Regions from separate parts of the Oryctolagus cuniculus genome. Here region 2 is linked to region 1. The links are chromatin contacts, called in public Hi-C maps. All regions are on one chromosome and are shown on one strand. Each heading gives the region's core, a stretch centred on a gene start, on an enhancer-like site or on the middle of the called end of the contact. The rest is flanking DNA. Distances are from core to core; before and after follow the strand shown.

What was found. Hi-C and Micro-C count contacts between places; a contact is called where the count stands out from the background.
Region 2: a Hi-C map of skin fibroblasts shows a contact between it and region 1, with 2.6 times the contacts expected there. The contact joins two enhancer-like sites. A contact is called at or near these places in 2 of 6 Hi-C or Micro-C datasets (skin fibroblasts and an unstated tissue).

The regions. Positions count from the first base shown.
Region 1 is chr11:7,534,497-7,542,199 of mOryCun1.1, forward strand. LOC108178880 (a long non-coding RNA gene) reads right to left here and starts at 1,704. Exons shown (of 3, transcript XR_011379823.1): 1 at 1,104-1,704. Within about 2 kb of position 6,050, at least 4 of the 8 cell types and tissues checked have an H3K27ac peak or open chromatin away from gene starts, as enhancers often do.
Region 2 is chr11:7,602,676-7,610,321 of mOryCun1.1, forward strand. It overlaps LOC127487355 (a long non-coding RNA gene), which reads right to left. Exons shown (of 5, transcript XR_007914147.2): 2 at 7,379-7,450; 3 at 6,551-6,619; 4 at 2,151-2,355. LOC127487358 (a long non-coding RNA gene) reads left to right here. Exons shown (of 2, transcript XR_007914154.2): 2 at 2,306-3,560. Among named protein-coding and RNA genes, the nearest start is that of BCAS1, 190 kb to the left of the region's middle. Within about 2 kb of position 5,001, at least 2 of the 8 cell types and tissues checked have an H3K27ac peak or open chromatin away from gene starts, as enhancers often do.

The DNA of each region.
Region 1 (7,703 bases), core at 4,800-7,299:
AAGAGAACAACCTTGTAATAAAATTGCTTTTTTTAAAAAAAGGCAAGAAAATGTAAGCCAGAGAGAACTCAAAAAACTCTAATTCCAGGTATAGCTTCAGAAGCAATTTACAAGGCCACTTTGGTGCTTTGTGTGTCCGTGTGTGTGTGTGTGTATGTGTCTGTGTGTGTTGTTCAGAGCCTGTCCCTGAGACATTTACGGTAAATGCTCCTCTCCAGGTTTCTTGCTGGACTAGTGAAAAAAGAAAAACTCCCAGGTGAGGGCTGGAGAGCCCTTGGGACCCAGACTCAGGGCACGGAGCTCCTCCGGGGTGGGGAAGGAGTCTGCACACGGCCCTGGGCACAGAAAGGGGCACACAGCGGGGCACAGGGAAGAGCAAGGCAGAGCCAGGCCGGGCGCCGGGCTGCCTGTGTCAGCCTTACTATTTATTTCCGTATTTATCTATTTTTAGGCGCACAGGGAAGTCTATCCTCTCCCTCGCCAAGAAGAAGTGGCCTTTCCAAGAACGGAGCTATTGAGCTGGCATGGCTGTCCTCACGTATGCAGCACGTGCACACACACACACACACACACACACACACACAGCTCTGGCTCCAGTTGCAGCTGACGTGACTTTCTGACTGATGTCTGTTAAAGAATTCATTCAAAAGAGCAGTCGCTCCCCTCTCGAATTCATCATCCTGGGGACCTGGAGATGCCACAGGCACGGAAAAGAGGAAGGGAAGTGCTTGTGTTTTTGTTTGTACCTCCTTGCTCTTTAAACAAATGATCAGGGATTTAACCTCTCTCTCTCTCTCTCTCTCTCTCTCTCTCTCTCTCTCTCTCTCTCTCTCTCTCTCTCCCCCCGTCTTCTCTCTCTCTCTCTGTTTGTTTGCAAATAGTCCAAATGCACACTAGGGTCCCATTAAATTAGATTCCAAGAGACCAGCACGTGTCCCGCTGGCTCCTTCCCAAGGAGCCTGGAAGGAGGCAGGTTCCCCCAACCTGGATCCCTGCCGGTACTTCTGTCCAGTAGTCCCAGGCCGATCTGAGGCCTTAAAACACAAAGTCAAGCTCCGCTTACTGCCTCCCAGAGAGGGAAATGGCTCCAATTATTAACTTACCCACATGGTGGATACCGGGGGCTGGCGGCACCCACCCTCTCAGCGCCCCTCCTTAAAGGGCAAGTTGGAATGGTGAGTAGAATTAGGCTCCTCTGTGGTCGCGACTTTGTTCACTCCATCAGTGGAAATGAAGTGGCCGGCCCTCCTGCAAATGACGGGCTCCATTAGGAAGAAAAGAAATAACTGACCGAGCAGCAAATTCTGTGCATTTGTAATTCAGATCCTTAGCTGGGCAGGGTCCAGTCCTCTGCATAAATTGGCTTTCTGGGAAGTTTAACTCTTTAGTTGCTGTCACCTCCGTCCAAAGCGCCAGTTACTGTGGCCGCTCCGTCTCCTGGCCCTTTAATGCACCAGAGTGGAGGCAGAAGTCCGTGCCATTTCACGGAAGCCAGGATAACAGCAATCAGGTCTTGCGTGATCAAAGTTTACAGTTTATAAAATGCTTTCTGAACACATCACCTAATTTAAAGTTGTGTGTCCCCGACCGCATTTAGCTGCTCCCTTTGTTGCATTTTATCATGGGGGAAGGGAAGCTGGCAGGCACCTCTCAGGGGTTTTTGTTCTCCTTGTTTTTCAAATGAGCACTCCTTGACAAAATGGCCCCCAGCTGCCTGCAATGATTGCTGTTGAAGGCGCTCATTCCTTAGGTGAGTGACTCCCGCTAGAGTGCGTTTTTAGCTCAATCAACCACATGGGGGCGCTCCAGGACCTGGGGTTCTGCAGTCTCTGTCCAGGCTTTTTCCCTGGTTGCATAATCAGGAAATTGGGCCAGAGCAGGGTGAGAGTGTGTGTGTTGATCAATTCTAGAAAGCCGTCGTCAAGTTTAAAGAACTAGAATGAGAAAGCCAAACCAAGCAGGTCAGTTGCCTTCTATGATTCCTAGCCGTCCGAACCAAGATAAGGTCGGTTGGTTGGTTTTCCCATTCTCCTCTACTCCATCTTGGGAAAAGCTTAAGGCAGGATGTGTGATTGTCCAGCATTTAAAGTCATCCTGAGTGGCCCATTATGCTCCACAAAGTGGCCGGATCAGCCTGTCACTTTCTCCACACCCAACTCCAGGGCAGGGGACTTCAGCTCTCAGCACCTTCATCAGCAGTGGGCTCATGACAGTACCTCCCCGTGGGACTGCTGTGAGCAGGGAGTGAGATGGTCCATCCCAGATGGTGAAGTGGTGCCACATAAGAGCCACCTAGCTAATGAGAGCCATTGTACCATCGGCCACTGTTAGCACCAAGTAGCCAAAAATCCCATGCTCAAATGGGGTGATAAAAGTGAGAGGCATACATTAGGAGCTATGTAACAGCACTGGATTTGATTCTCAGAGACTCTTCTGGCTAATAATGACAAGGAAGTTTATCTTTACGTGTGGCAGGTGCTGTGTGACAGCCTGGCTCTGATGCTCTGAGACTCTGCCCTGCCCTGTTCCTAAAACTGGTGCCAGTCAGTTGGCAGGTGATCAGCCCAGTGGCTCTTAAAGTAGTTCACAGGACCCTAAGCATCAGCATCACCAAGAATTTGTCAGGATTAAAAATTCTCCAGCTGCAGTCCCTTGGATCAAAGACTAGTGCAGTGGGAGCCAGTCATGTTTGAACAAGCCTTCCAGGGGGTTCTGACCCAGGACAAAATTTGGAAACCAATGGCCTACGCAAAGCTACCACTTCTCGGAGTGTTTGGTGCGAAGACCAGCCTTCATGATGCATAGATAATAAAAGCTAACATTGGACCTACTGTACACAGGTATCGTGTGCCACATGAATGGTTTGTACACTGCCCATCTTACAGATGAAGATGCTAAAACTCGGAGACAAAAAGCGACTTTGCCCATGGAAACACATGGCAGACTCAAGGCTGAAACCCAACCTAAGCTCTTAAAGGCACTGCCTTCCCGTTAGTGGGAGAGACAGGCAGGCGGAAGACAACAACACGAAGCAAGAGAGGCAAGCCGCAAGATGCTGTGGGAGACAGAGGAAGGCACAGCCACGTGATCGTAGTGGGTGGAGACTGGCTATGCATTTGAGGAGGCGCCAGTTGAGCGAACTCACAAAGAAAGAAGCAGGGCTGGCCCAGGGGCTCCCAGCGGAGCCGCAAGTGCAAAAGCAGAGAGCCTACAGGGACACAGGGAAGTGCTTCAGCACGGCTGCAGGTAGGACAGGTAAGAGGGAGGAGGCAGGGAGACATCACAGACCGGATCACCCAGGACAGGTAGCAAGGAGTCGTTGAGGGAGGTTGAAGCCCTCTTCCTAGGGCAATGGGGAGCCATGGAGGAGACTCCAGCTGGGGAGTCACACAGGTTTGCATTGGGCTGCTGGTGGGATCTGATACAAACTCAAGTCAATGACAACTCATTGAGTGCCCTCAGCTATCTGCTAGATAACCACAGAACGCCATCGTTGACTTTTGAAATTTCTTTAAAAGTATAACCAACAGCCTAGATACAGTCTCTAATGGCTTTGGCTAATGTTTAAAAACAAAACTGAGACAGGTTTAGCTTAGCAAAGATTGCTTAAGCAAGAAAAAGATTCTAGAACTAGTCAGCACCCTAGACCCAAGATGGCTCCTGATGCCTGTTCTTACAGAGCCGGGAGCCACTCTTATACCAGAATGACAGGAAATGAGTTGTGTAGTCTGGTTTGCCTTATTTGAGCATAATTTGGCAGTCTTCAGCCTGGTGTTGGTTGAGGGGTCACTGCTGTGATTGGTCGAGGGGTCAGCTACTATTATTGGTTGATGCTCAGTTGCTTAGCTACAGAAGATTTCGTTTGGACTACTACCAGCTCACACATCAAGCTAGGTTGTAGTTCATTGCATACCAGGCCCCTTTGGACCAAACTCATGTTTAAGTGTGGAGGCTGGCTTAGAACCATTTATTCCAGTTCAGCCCCCTTGAAAGAACACTTCAATGGTCATTTCAGAGCGTCACAAGTGTAAATTTGGAACCTAGCCCCACCATCCACCCAGCTGACCCACGCCTGTGATCCGAGGCTGTGAGATCTTGAGCAAATCACCTGCCTTTGTGGAGCCTTAGTCTGGTCCTTTAACGAATGGGAATGATGGTGGCACTTAGAGAGCTGCTAAGAAGCGTGAGGGAGACAGTGGCCTTGGTGCACGCAAGCACATTGCCTGGTAGGCGGTAAGAGCTCCCTCCGCTGGCATCACTGAGAAGGGTGCAGAGGACAACAGCCGACACAGAGCACGTGGCTACTCCTTCATGGCTCGAGGTCGTCAGAGCACCCCTAAACTTTATCCAGTCTCTGCTCGTGTTGATAGCCAGTTGGCTGACTGGCTCATACAGAAAGAAAAGGAAGGGAGGGAGGGAGGGAGGGGTGGAGGGGAGTAAAGAAGAATGTTTGATTTGCCCCATGTTCATCCCATTCTAAAGTAAAGTGAAGCTTCTGGGTCTGCCCTTGGCTTTTCTTGGTTGTGCCTACTTACATTCTGAGCCAGGTCGCCACGGCAGAAGGTTCTGCAGATGGCCTCCCCCATCTCTTTCAGCACCGACAGCTCCCCGCGTCAAAGGCCTTGCTCTTTCCCTGCTTCTCAGCAGGTTTTCCCCAGGGGCTGGGGGAGCGTGTGCAATCCACCAGCGGGGCATTCTGGAAATACCTGGAATGTTGTGTCCCCAGGGACAAACCTCAACTAATGAGGGATCAGAGATGGAAAAGAAACATCTCGGCTTCCCCATCTCTCAATGGGACAATGGTGGGGTGTCTCCATGTTCCCTCCTGGGTCCTCAGCAAGACTGACCCACAGCTGCCCACATTAGCAACCAACTTATGAACACCCCTCTCCCCCCACTTGTGCTTCCTGGGATCACCTCCCACACAAGCCACCTGCACCCAAAAGACCACCTCGGAGTCTGCCTCTCACTTAGGGTCTTCGCCAGGAAACCCAGCCCCTGCAAGTAGCTGGATGAGGGATATGGAAATTGTCACTCATTTCCAAGGTGCAGAAGGAGTTCAAAGACAAGCATGGGGCTCCCAGAAAGGAGAGCCAGAAGGAAGCTATGACAGCATGGCTCGATGTCACAGGAGCTGGGGATCCTGAGCGCCCTGGGGGAAGGAGACAGCCAGGCCAGTGGAAAGGAGGTTGCACAGGGGTAGCTGGGACCTGGGGGGCTCCCTGGATGCGTTGCCTTTCTGTTGGTAGGAGGGACAGGGAAGCTATCTCAGCATCAGTGTTTCCTGCTGGCTGACCCAACCCCAAAGCCTGCTGGCCATGGAGCCCGAGAGACGCAGTTTGGAGAGAAGTTTGCACAGAGGATCCAAGAACGAACAAACAAGCAAACACCCACCCCAGTTTGAGGCTCTGCACCGAGAGAGGAAAGCTCAGGGAATGTTCCTGGTTGAGGTCCCACCTCCCACCCCGGGCTGAGTAAATGAACGTGTATGGGGTTTTGGTCACGGCACATCCCTGGCACCTTGCTTATCTTCAGAGCAGAGCTGTGGTTAGGAACGGAACACAGGCTCAGGGTGCAAATGGGCCTTGGTTGAAATCCCACTTCTGCTACTTGCTAACCATGTGGTCTTGAGCAAGTTTTAACTTCTTCAAACTCCACTTTTCATCCATAAAATGAAGATGACAATGAAATCCACTCCATTGAGTTGCTATGGGGATTTAATGACACACTCCACACAAAGCAGTTAGCACTGTGCCCGGCATGCAGTAAATACCTAATAAATGTCGGTGCTTCTGGAAACATTTTGGGATTCCACTGTTCTTTGAGGGTCAGCCCATTAAAATTCCTTCTAGAATTTGTTTCTCCTCTTTATCACTATGCCCCCACCTTCAATGTCTATTTAGAATCTGCTGCCTGAGTCCCTACTTCATTGCCCTAAAAAAAAAAAGTCACTTTCACAGAGGTTCTGCCAGCCCTGAGCAGGACAGCTTTTCTCCTCCCTCCTTGGCTCACAGCCCTCTGCCCGCATCCCCCACCCCCTCCCTATCTTGGCTGGCCAGTTGTTCACAAGTAGCTTAGCAGTTTTGAGAATACAAAAACAGGAAATTATGCCCCAGCCCTGACTAAGGCTAAAAAACTCATGCAAATCCTTCAACGAAAAGATTTCTTCAGCTCTCAAAAACTAGAACCTTGAAAAATCAGGTCCCTGGGCCAAGATCGCTGGATTTGCTTAATCATTTCCTTTGCAAATCTGCAGTCTGTTTAAGCATGAAGAAGAGATGGTGAGAAAGGAAGAGGCGGGAGTTGAAATGTTGTAAGTCAACCGCAAGACGGGACAGGGCATTCTGGGGGGGAGGAAGGGAAGCATTTTTCATTAATCCCTCAGTGGCAGTACAGCCTGAGAGATCAGCACGGGAACACTGTTAGCCAAGAAATGGCCATTCTAGGCTATTCTTTTGTGCTGACCCAGAAGGAAATATCGTGGCCTTCTCCAGTGGCTCAACAGAGAAGAGCAGAGCCGAGAAGGCTGAGATGCCCTGGGCTGGCCGTTTGTGGCGTCCCACAGCAGCCATGCTGGATGTCCACACACCCTGCACTGTGTAGAGAGGACGGGCTGGGTTCTCCCTGGGTCAGTGCCTGATGAGTGGTGAGGAGTCTGCTGGAGGCTCCCAGCTGTAGGAAAATAAAGTGGGTGACCCAGAGCTGTTTTCTGGTTAAAATTCTGGGAAAATAAAAGGAAATGGCTTCTTTTGCCCTTCCGTGAACATTTCCTGCCAAAGTACTTTATTCATCCTTACAGTAAGTCCCTGTCATTGTTTGTCTTTTAAACTGAAAACCAACCTGTTAGTGTTAATCCAGCATAAAGAATAAAATAGCATAGAATAGAATAGAACAGAATAGGATAGATCTCAAGATGCATCACAAGTAACATAGGTAATATAAACTAGTGAAAGGTTTATTTGTGTTATAAACCCAAGTCTCAAGATATATTTCTTATTATGGCTTATAATAAGAAAAATTTAAAGTCTCTGCCCTTTCTACAGTATTGTGATTAAAAGTGTGGAATCTGGAGGCAAACATTTGGTGCAGTAACAAAGATGCCACTTGGGACATCTGCACCCCATATCAGAGTTCAAGTCCCAGCTCTGCTCTGGGTTTCAGGTTACTGCTATTGTGCATCCCGACAAGTAACAGGTGATGGCTCAAATACTCGGGCCCTGCCAGCCACATTGGAGACTCAAATTAAGTTCCAGGCTCCGGGCTTTGGCATGGCCCAGCCCTGGCTGTCGCAGGCCTTTGGGGAGTGAACCAGTAGAAGGACGATGACGATCTCTCTCTCTCTCTCTCTCTCTCTCTCTCTCTCTCTCTCTCTCCATCTCGCTACCCTTCAAATAGAGAAATAAGGAAAATGTAGCATCTGGAGTATGTTGGCATAGGTGTGAATCTCAGCCTGCCACTTGCTACTTGAGGTTGCCAAAGTGGATCAACTTCTCTGGATGTCAGTAACTTTGGAAATTACAACACAGCACAGAGAAATCAAACTTAGTATTGGATCTCACAGTCTCAGGGGTTCTGAGGTCACTTATTTTTAGAAAGTGACATCCTGCCCCTTGTATCTTTCCTTTGGCCCCAGAATGCTGCTAATCTTTTGAGGTCCAATCCTCTTCATTAAAACTGTTCATTGTAGCCTGCTTTTCCTCTGA
Region 2 (7,646 bases), core at 3,751-6,250, 67 kb after region 1:
TGGGTGTTGCAAAGGGCAACTTAACCCACTGCTCCACAATACCAGCTCCTCTTCCACTTTTTTTTTCATGCCTTCCTATAAAATGTAAGGTTTCTAACTACAAGCATGTGTGTTTGAGTTGTTTTTTTAAACATCACTAGGGCTTCCCTGATCATGAGGCCAAGAGAGACCATTTGAATTTTCTTCATTAAACTGTACTCAACACAAAACCTATTACTTAACATGAATAAGTGATGAACCTTTGGAGTACTTAATTTGTCATGCTGAGACATTTAAATATTAAACATAATATTATCGCGCATGAAAAGGCAAAGGTTTACAAAGGGCAAGAAGGCATCCACCTGCAGCCCCCAGCAGTCACTGGGCGCCTCCAGGGTCCCAGCTCTGTTCTGGGCACTGAGACAAGAGGAAGCCTTCGGGACTCACAGCCTAGATTCTGGTGGGAGGAGACAGAGGATCCGGAAAGCAAACACAGCAGGGCCCTGGAGAGTGGAGGGAGAGGCGTGGGCCACGTTGACCACACAGAACGTTTCCTAGTTGGCTTCGTTCCAGGGATCGGCCAGGGCACCTCCTCAGCTGCCCCTTGGATGCAGAAGGAAGGAAGGCCGCGTGGACACGGCACACAGAAGGTCCAGGCTGGAAGCGCCAGGGAGGGCTCCGAGGTGGCGGGAGGAAGCCAGCACAGCAGGGCAGTGGGGGCGGCTTCCAGACACCCTTACTGTTGCTCCAAACCTTTCGTGAGGGGCTAGCTTCCCAGTGGTGTATGTAGGAAGCTTTTAAGACAATGCAGTAGGGGCCGGCGCTGTGGTGTAGTGGGCTAAGTCTCCGCCTGCGGTGCCAGCATCCCTTATGGGCTCCAGTTTGAGTCCTGGCTGCTCCACTTCCCATCCAGCTCTCTGCTGTGGCCTGGGAAAGCAGTAGAAGATGCCCAAGTGCTTGGGCCCCTGCACCCACGTGGGAGACCCGGAAAAAGCTCCTGGCTCCTGACTTCAGATCAGTGCAGCCCCAGCCGTTGTGGCCATCTGGGAAGTGAATCAGTGAATGGAAGACCTCTCTCTCTGTCTCTCCTCTCTCCATGTAACTCTGCCTCTCAAATAAATAATTAAAATCTTGAAGAAAAAAAAAAACCTTCATGTCTTGAAAGTGACCTTTGGGAAAGTCCAAACTGAACAACCCTAGCTTTACAGGCCTCAGAGTATGTGCTTCGAGGTCTCACTTCTCTTCTTCAGATACTTAATGAAGGAGTCGCTGTGGCCCCCGTGACCCTCCCAACACCTTCTGAAGTGCATCTGTGTTATTACTGCACTACCTGCCCCTTTGTGTCCCCTGGAAAAGTAAACACGCACATGTTACTTCAAGGTTGTGAGACAAACGGCAAAGTCTATGGGGAGAGGCTGGCCACCAGGCCAGGTGCAGGGAGACCGCGCCTGCGCCCCAGCCGCGCCCTCGCCTGCCGGTGGCTTTGGAGTTGTCCCTGCACCCTCTGAGTCTCTTCCCTTCCTCGCTCATGGTTCTCAGGTGAACGCTATGAATGCCACGTGCAGTGACGGGGTCTGCAACCAGCCACGTTCACCATCCCATGGTTCAGCGCCGCTAAACGGCCCTCACCTTTCTTCCAACAGGATCCTGTGCCAAGAGCTCCCTGGTGCTCAGGTTCTCAGCATGGCGGGGCGGGGGGAGGGGGGACACACCTCCCCTTCTAGAGGACAGCGCTAGGGGGCGCTTCGAACACCATGAATGGAGGAGCCCAGTGGGGGCGGGGCGGGGGGGGGCTGGGGAATCTGCTCAGCATCCTACAAATGCACACCGCCTCTTCCCAGCAAACAAGGATCCTGGCCCTAGTGAACTAGCCGTCTGTAGTGCGCAGGATGACGGTCTCCGCGCCAGAGGCATTGGGAAAAACAAGGGAGAGGGAAAATGATTTATGATGCCCCTGGAATTACTCACTGAAGAGACCACAGACTCAACACAACTTAAATGCTTTTTTTTTCCTTGAAGCAGAGAGAAGGAATGAGAGAGAGAGTCCCCATCTGCCAGCTCTCTCTCCTCTCTCCATGCCTACAGCAGCCGAGGCTTGGACCCCGGTTGGAGCCAGAAGCTGGGAACGCAATCCAGGTCTCCCTGGTGGTGGCAGGGACCCAACTACTTACGCCAACCAGGATCTCATTAGCAGGAAGCTGGAATCAGCAGCCAGAGCAGGGAGGGAACCCAGGCGCTCCCGCACGGGCTGGGCGGGCACCTTAACCGCTTGTCCAAACGCCTGCCCGTTTACTACTTCTGTCTTTGACGCCGCTCTCTTCCACAGGTTGCTGTTTCTTATTCCTGGAAACTTGGGTGTGTGGCTGGCATAATTGCCTGTTGGATCAGAGCACAGGAGGATAAATGCAAACTAGAGAGCCAAACCCCACCTTGTCATAACTAGAGGGCAGTTCTCTCCGAAGATGAAAAGGCGTCAGATCCTTGGTTGAATTGATCACCTACGCGTCCATCTGCTGCTGAATGGCAAAGTAAACTTTCTTCCCTGCGGCTTTTGTTTCCGAATCAATGAGAGACAAAGGCTACCTCTGCTCCATTCAGGCCGTTTGAATGATGCTCAAATCAAAGTGCAAGCAGTAGTTGGAGCATTTACGGCACACCGTGAAGAAAAGCGTGCTTATTAACCTTGTAAACATGCTACAGAAGTACAGGGGAACAAGCAAAAAGAATCGCCAAGCGCCCTTTGTATGCACTAGCCCTTTGTACTCTGCAATGTTCCTATGCCCATAAAATAGAAGTGAGCAGAGGCACTCGGGCCGTGCCTAGCGCTCGCAGGAATGACTGCCACCTTGCTTCTCGGCTTCTGCACACTCAGAAGATTACGTTACCTCTCCCCCAGATCAGCTCCACTTAAAACAACACTTTCGACCGTATTTAGCCCGGCGGGCATCGGAGGGGGATTCAAAGGGCTAATTGAATGCTGAGTGTTTGAGCCTTCAAAGGAAGACCCAGGGCAGCCTGGCAGGAAGCAGGGATTAGACAAGAGGATGCATTGAAACCTGCCCTGCAGACTGGAGGTGCAGCTATGCACAGAAGCCGGGAAGTTCCAAGTCCCCCGCGTGTTAGGGGTGCATCCCTCCAGCAGCCTCTGGCCTTTACTGCACGGCATTTTGTCCTCTGAGTGCCACAGTAATTCACCAAAAAAATGTACTTTAGGAAGAGTGACCCAGGCTCCCGAGGAAGGGCCCCCCCACCCCCCCCACACCCCGCACCGGCTCTGGCCCGAGTCTCCACCTGTGTCTTTCCCACCCATCTGCACGGTTTGCCATCTCCTCGGCGTTCCTGCCCCTGGAAGGGGCTGAGCCGAACGCGTCCGTGCAGGGCTGTGGTTTTCTCCGGCCTGGGCCAGCAAGGGCCGAGCTCGGCTGAAGAATGTCCAGAAAACCGCATAAGGGAGATTTCTGAAGAAGACAGCAGTCTGATGGTTTCCATTTAAATCCTTGGTCCTCCTCTCCTCCCCCTCCAGGCCCCGCCCGCCCCAATGCAAGTGGCAGGAAGCTAACAGCGATTATCGAATGAGCTCAGCTGCCTGGAGTTGTTTTTCTTATAAAAAAAAAAAAAGAAAGAAAGAAAAGAAAAGAAAAAGTGAGGGTGGGTGGGTGGGTGGGTGGGATAGAGACGTTCTGCGCAGAAGATCCTAGAGACACAGAAAACAACTTAGGCTAAAATCCCAGAAGTTTGCTGCCAGGGATAAAGTACATACCTGGACACCTCCACCCCCCAGAAAGTTGCCTGACCGGATTGGTTGACTCCGCAGGCTGCGGGCAGAGGTGCACAGGACCTGATCGTTGGATCCAGTCCCATGGCGCTGGATTGCCCAGGAAGCACTCACAGCTCAAGGCTACTGCATGGCAACACTGTGGTCTTTGAATTACCAGGGCTGAGACGCCGTGCGGTCCAAGGACTCCCTAGCCACAGGCGGGCATTGCTCGGCCTCTCTGCAGCCCCAGGGCTGGGGCAGGGGCGGCGTGGGGGACCCTGGCCATCACAGCCTCTGCGCTCCTCGGCGGCCTCTCCCTTTGCCCTTGGGGCTGCAGCCGCTGGCGTTTGGAGCGCTTTGCATCCCCACGAATCCCACTCCAGGCTCTCTCTCTCTCTCTTTTTCCCCTGTCTCCATCAGGAAGTGGAGAGCCAGGCCCCAGATTCTTTCTGCTCCGATGATGTAAACAAATTGCAGAGGAAGTCAAGTCAAACTTTCCCTTGCTTCTTTTGTTCTCCCAACTAGCAATTCAGACAGCAGGGCCAACTCTTCCTGGATGCCTTTTAAAGGTTGTTCTTAACTGGAAAGGAAGAAACCCGTTGGCCTGTATTTTTTCTGTATCTGTAGAACAAAGATTCACCTAAATGCATGTTTTAACAAAACAGAAAACCCTAGAAGTTAGGAAAAGGCTGCTTTGTTTTGTTTTTGTCATTACCCAGCTGGCTGATTGCTGCTCTTTCCCTCAGAAATCTCCAGGCTGAAGCAGAGATAGCAAAGCCATCCTGATCTTCCTGTGGACAATTTCTAAACCCGAATCAGAACTGCTACTGCCCTCATTCACAGCCAAGGAAAGCTAACAGTCATGATTCAATTAAGGCTGCCCCCACACGGCAGGCACCAGACAGACAGGAGACATCTTATCTGTTCCATCTGCAGATACTGCTTTAAAAATCACGGCTAATTAAGCCCTTCCCATAGTGGAGACTACTTGAACCTTTATCCTTCGCTTGTAAGATTTCATCTCTGGGTTTCACTGACAGCGCTGAGAGCCAGCATTTTCAAACCAGAGGCACCTGATGATCTAGGTGAACTATTTACCACACCTATCCTAGTCATCTAATAAAAGAAGCTGTGTACCAAGTAACCGAAGGAGAACAGAATGGAAATACATCGCAAACATTTGAAGGGCTGCACCCAACGCTGCTCCCCCGGGGTTGGTGTTCTGTGACATTTACTCTGGCACAAGAGATAAAGATGCTGTAGCCAGGGGGATATTAACATGCCTACTCTGTCGGCCGAGGCCATAGTGTCCTCCCCTGCAGCCAGACCTGTTTTAACACAGCCCGATTCCTTCCTGAAAAATCTTGGAATTCAAATACAAGCTCAAGCTACTTCCTGAATCTCTGTAGAAGAGAAGTAGGTGTGGGGGCAGTATTGTTGTATGGGTGAAAAACAATATGAACAGAGGGAGAAACAGTTCATTTAGCACCATGGGTGGTACCTGTTGGGTTCTCAATAAAAGGTGGTTATGATTCCCCATGGTCAGGAAAAACCAGTGATGGCAGATCCAGAACCTCACAGTATTTGCAAAGTTATTTCTGTGTCAGAACATGTTTGCTCAGTCCTGAGTATCTCCTCCCCCTTTATCTATAAATACATATATACTGTAGATATTTATAGACTAATAGGCATATAAAACTTTTTGTACAGGTTATAATTGACTGTATAATTACTGAATAAACAAAAGATGAAAAGAGAATGTTAGGCTCTGAAAGCTGGTTTTAATTCACACTTTATCTTTTGTTCATTGAACTATTTATTTGCTTGTCTACATTCTTCTTTGGATTATTTTCCAAGCAAGCATTTCCTTGAGCAATGATCAGGCTGAGAAAATGATTTCATTCACAAAGCAGAGGAGCAGACAAACTAGGCGCCACCTCCAGAGAGCCCTCGGAGTTGGTGAGAGAAGTCGCGTGGGCTTTCACATGCAACTGGGCAAGTAGCGTCATCACACCCTGATGCAATTGCTCTGCACTTATAAAATCCAATCACTGCCTTTCACAAACTTTATCAAATGCCTACTATGTGCTGGGCACAAGGGTCCAAAGTTGAAACACATGGACTCGCCCAACATGCAGAGCAAACACACAATTAAAGCCACATACCCCCATACCCCCTCCTCGGTAGTCAAAAGAAATGATCAGAAAAGTTGTTTTTCATTTCAACACATGTACTTGCATGTCTTTGTCCCTTTGAAAGTCACAATTCTATTTTATACTTTAGCTTGATTTTCATTGTAATTTTTATTGGGATAGCTCAGATTAAGTGTTCAGAAAATCTGCACTCTGCTCCCACTCCTGCTCTAGATGGAATATTCTTCCTTGCAGCACTAATGTTGGACTTGGCCACGTGACTTATGTCAGCCAACAGGATGTTAGCAGGCTAATCCTTGAAGTGGGATTGCACAGTGGGTTTTGTTCTTGTACTTGACAGTATCATGAGAGGCACATGCTCATCCTCTAAGGACAAGACCCGTGGACCAAACCCAGATGCAATACACAACTTGAGGCCCCGGTCAACTCAGATGACCTGAGCTCCAGCCAATATACAGATGCCTATGTGAGAATGAACAATTGTTTTTTGAAGTCATTGCACTTTAGGGTGATCTGATACAAGGCAGTATTGTGGCAATAGCTTGCTGGTATAGGACTCATACTATGTCTAGGTCTCACCTGGGCCATGGCAGCACAATACAGATACTAAACAGGGGGAAAAAACAATTAATTTGTTAAAATGATTCAAACACTTGCAGACCTGATTTGTCTTTGTTTTGTAAGCCAAGCTTACAAGCTTAAAGTCCATAACGTTTAAACACAGCAGCGTCTGGAAAAGATTAAGAACAGTATGAAATACTCATTATTTACTCAACTAGATAAAGTCTCCATTCTACAAATGCTTCATCCCCAACCCCCTCCCCAGCCCTGCCAAATTCACTTGTTAAAGAGAGAAACTTGCTGAGGTCCTTGTGCTAGATTGTGAAGACACAGTATTGAGTAATTAATAGCTAACTCTAACCTAGCCGCAGAGCTCACCATGGGCCAGGCCTTGTTCTTAGGGCTTTATCTACATCCATTTATTTAATCCCAGTATTAGTCTGTGTGTGTGTGTGTGTTTTATTGCTTTAACGAAATCCCTGAGAAGAGCTTCTTTGGGAGTTTATTTCATGTGACAGTGGGAGGTTACAGCTCAGGATCAGGAGATCCCACAGTCCAGTGTCTGTGGGGGCTGCGCATGGCAGCGGCAGAGGCAGGATGGCATGGTGACCAGGAAGAGAGAGAGAACCTAGGCCAAACTCAGTTTCAAAATAATCAAAACTCTCGCGAGAACCACCCTCTGAGGGCACGCCTCTAAACACCTCTCACCAGACCCACCTCTCAGATGCCACACTTAGATCAAGGTTCCACCCTTAATCCATCAACCATTAATATTAAGACATCAGAGTTTAAACATTTGCATGAGTTTTGGGTGAAGATAAGTCCTGCAATACCCATAACCCTCTTCAAAACTCACACTGGTAGTTATTAGGAATATCCCCATTTTATAGAGCAGAAAATGGAGGCGCTAGGAGGTTATGTGGCTTACCTGAACTTCCACAACTTGTCAGCAACCAGCCTGGGCTCCAGGTTCAGTCCTGTGGCCGTAGGGTCCACGTTCCTGCCCACCGCGGGAAGACATGGAGTCCCCGTTGACAGGAAGTCAGCAGAGTCCGGGGACAACAGCAGAAACGAAAAAGACCCGTCACTACCAACCGTGGGCGTGCAGAGGAAGGTTCCAGGCAGAGCAGGGAGGTGGCTCCTGGGGCAGTCGATGGTGTGGTGTGGCTTAAGGACGCAAAAAAATTTCAGTGGGG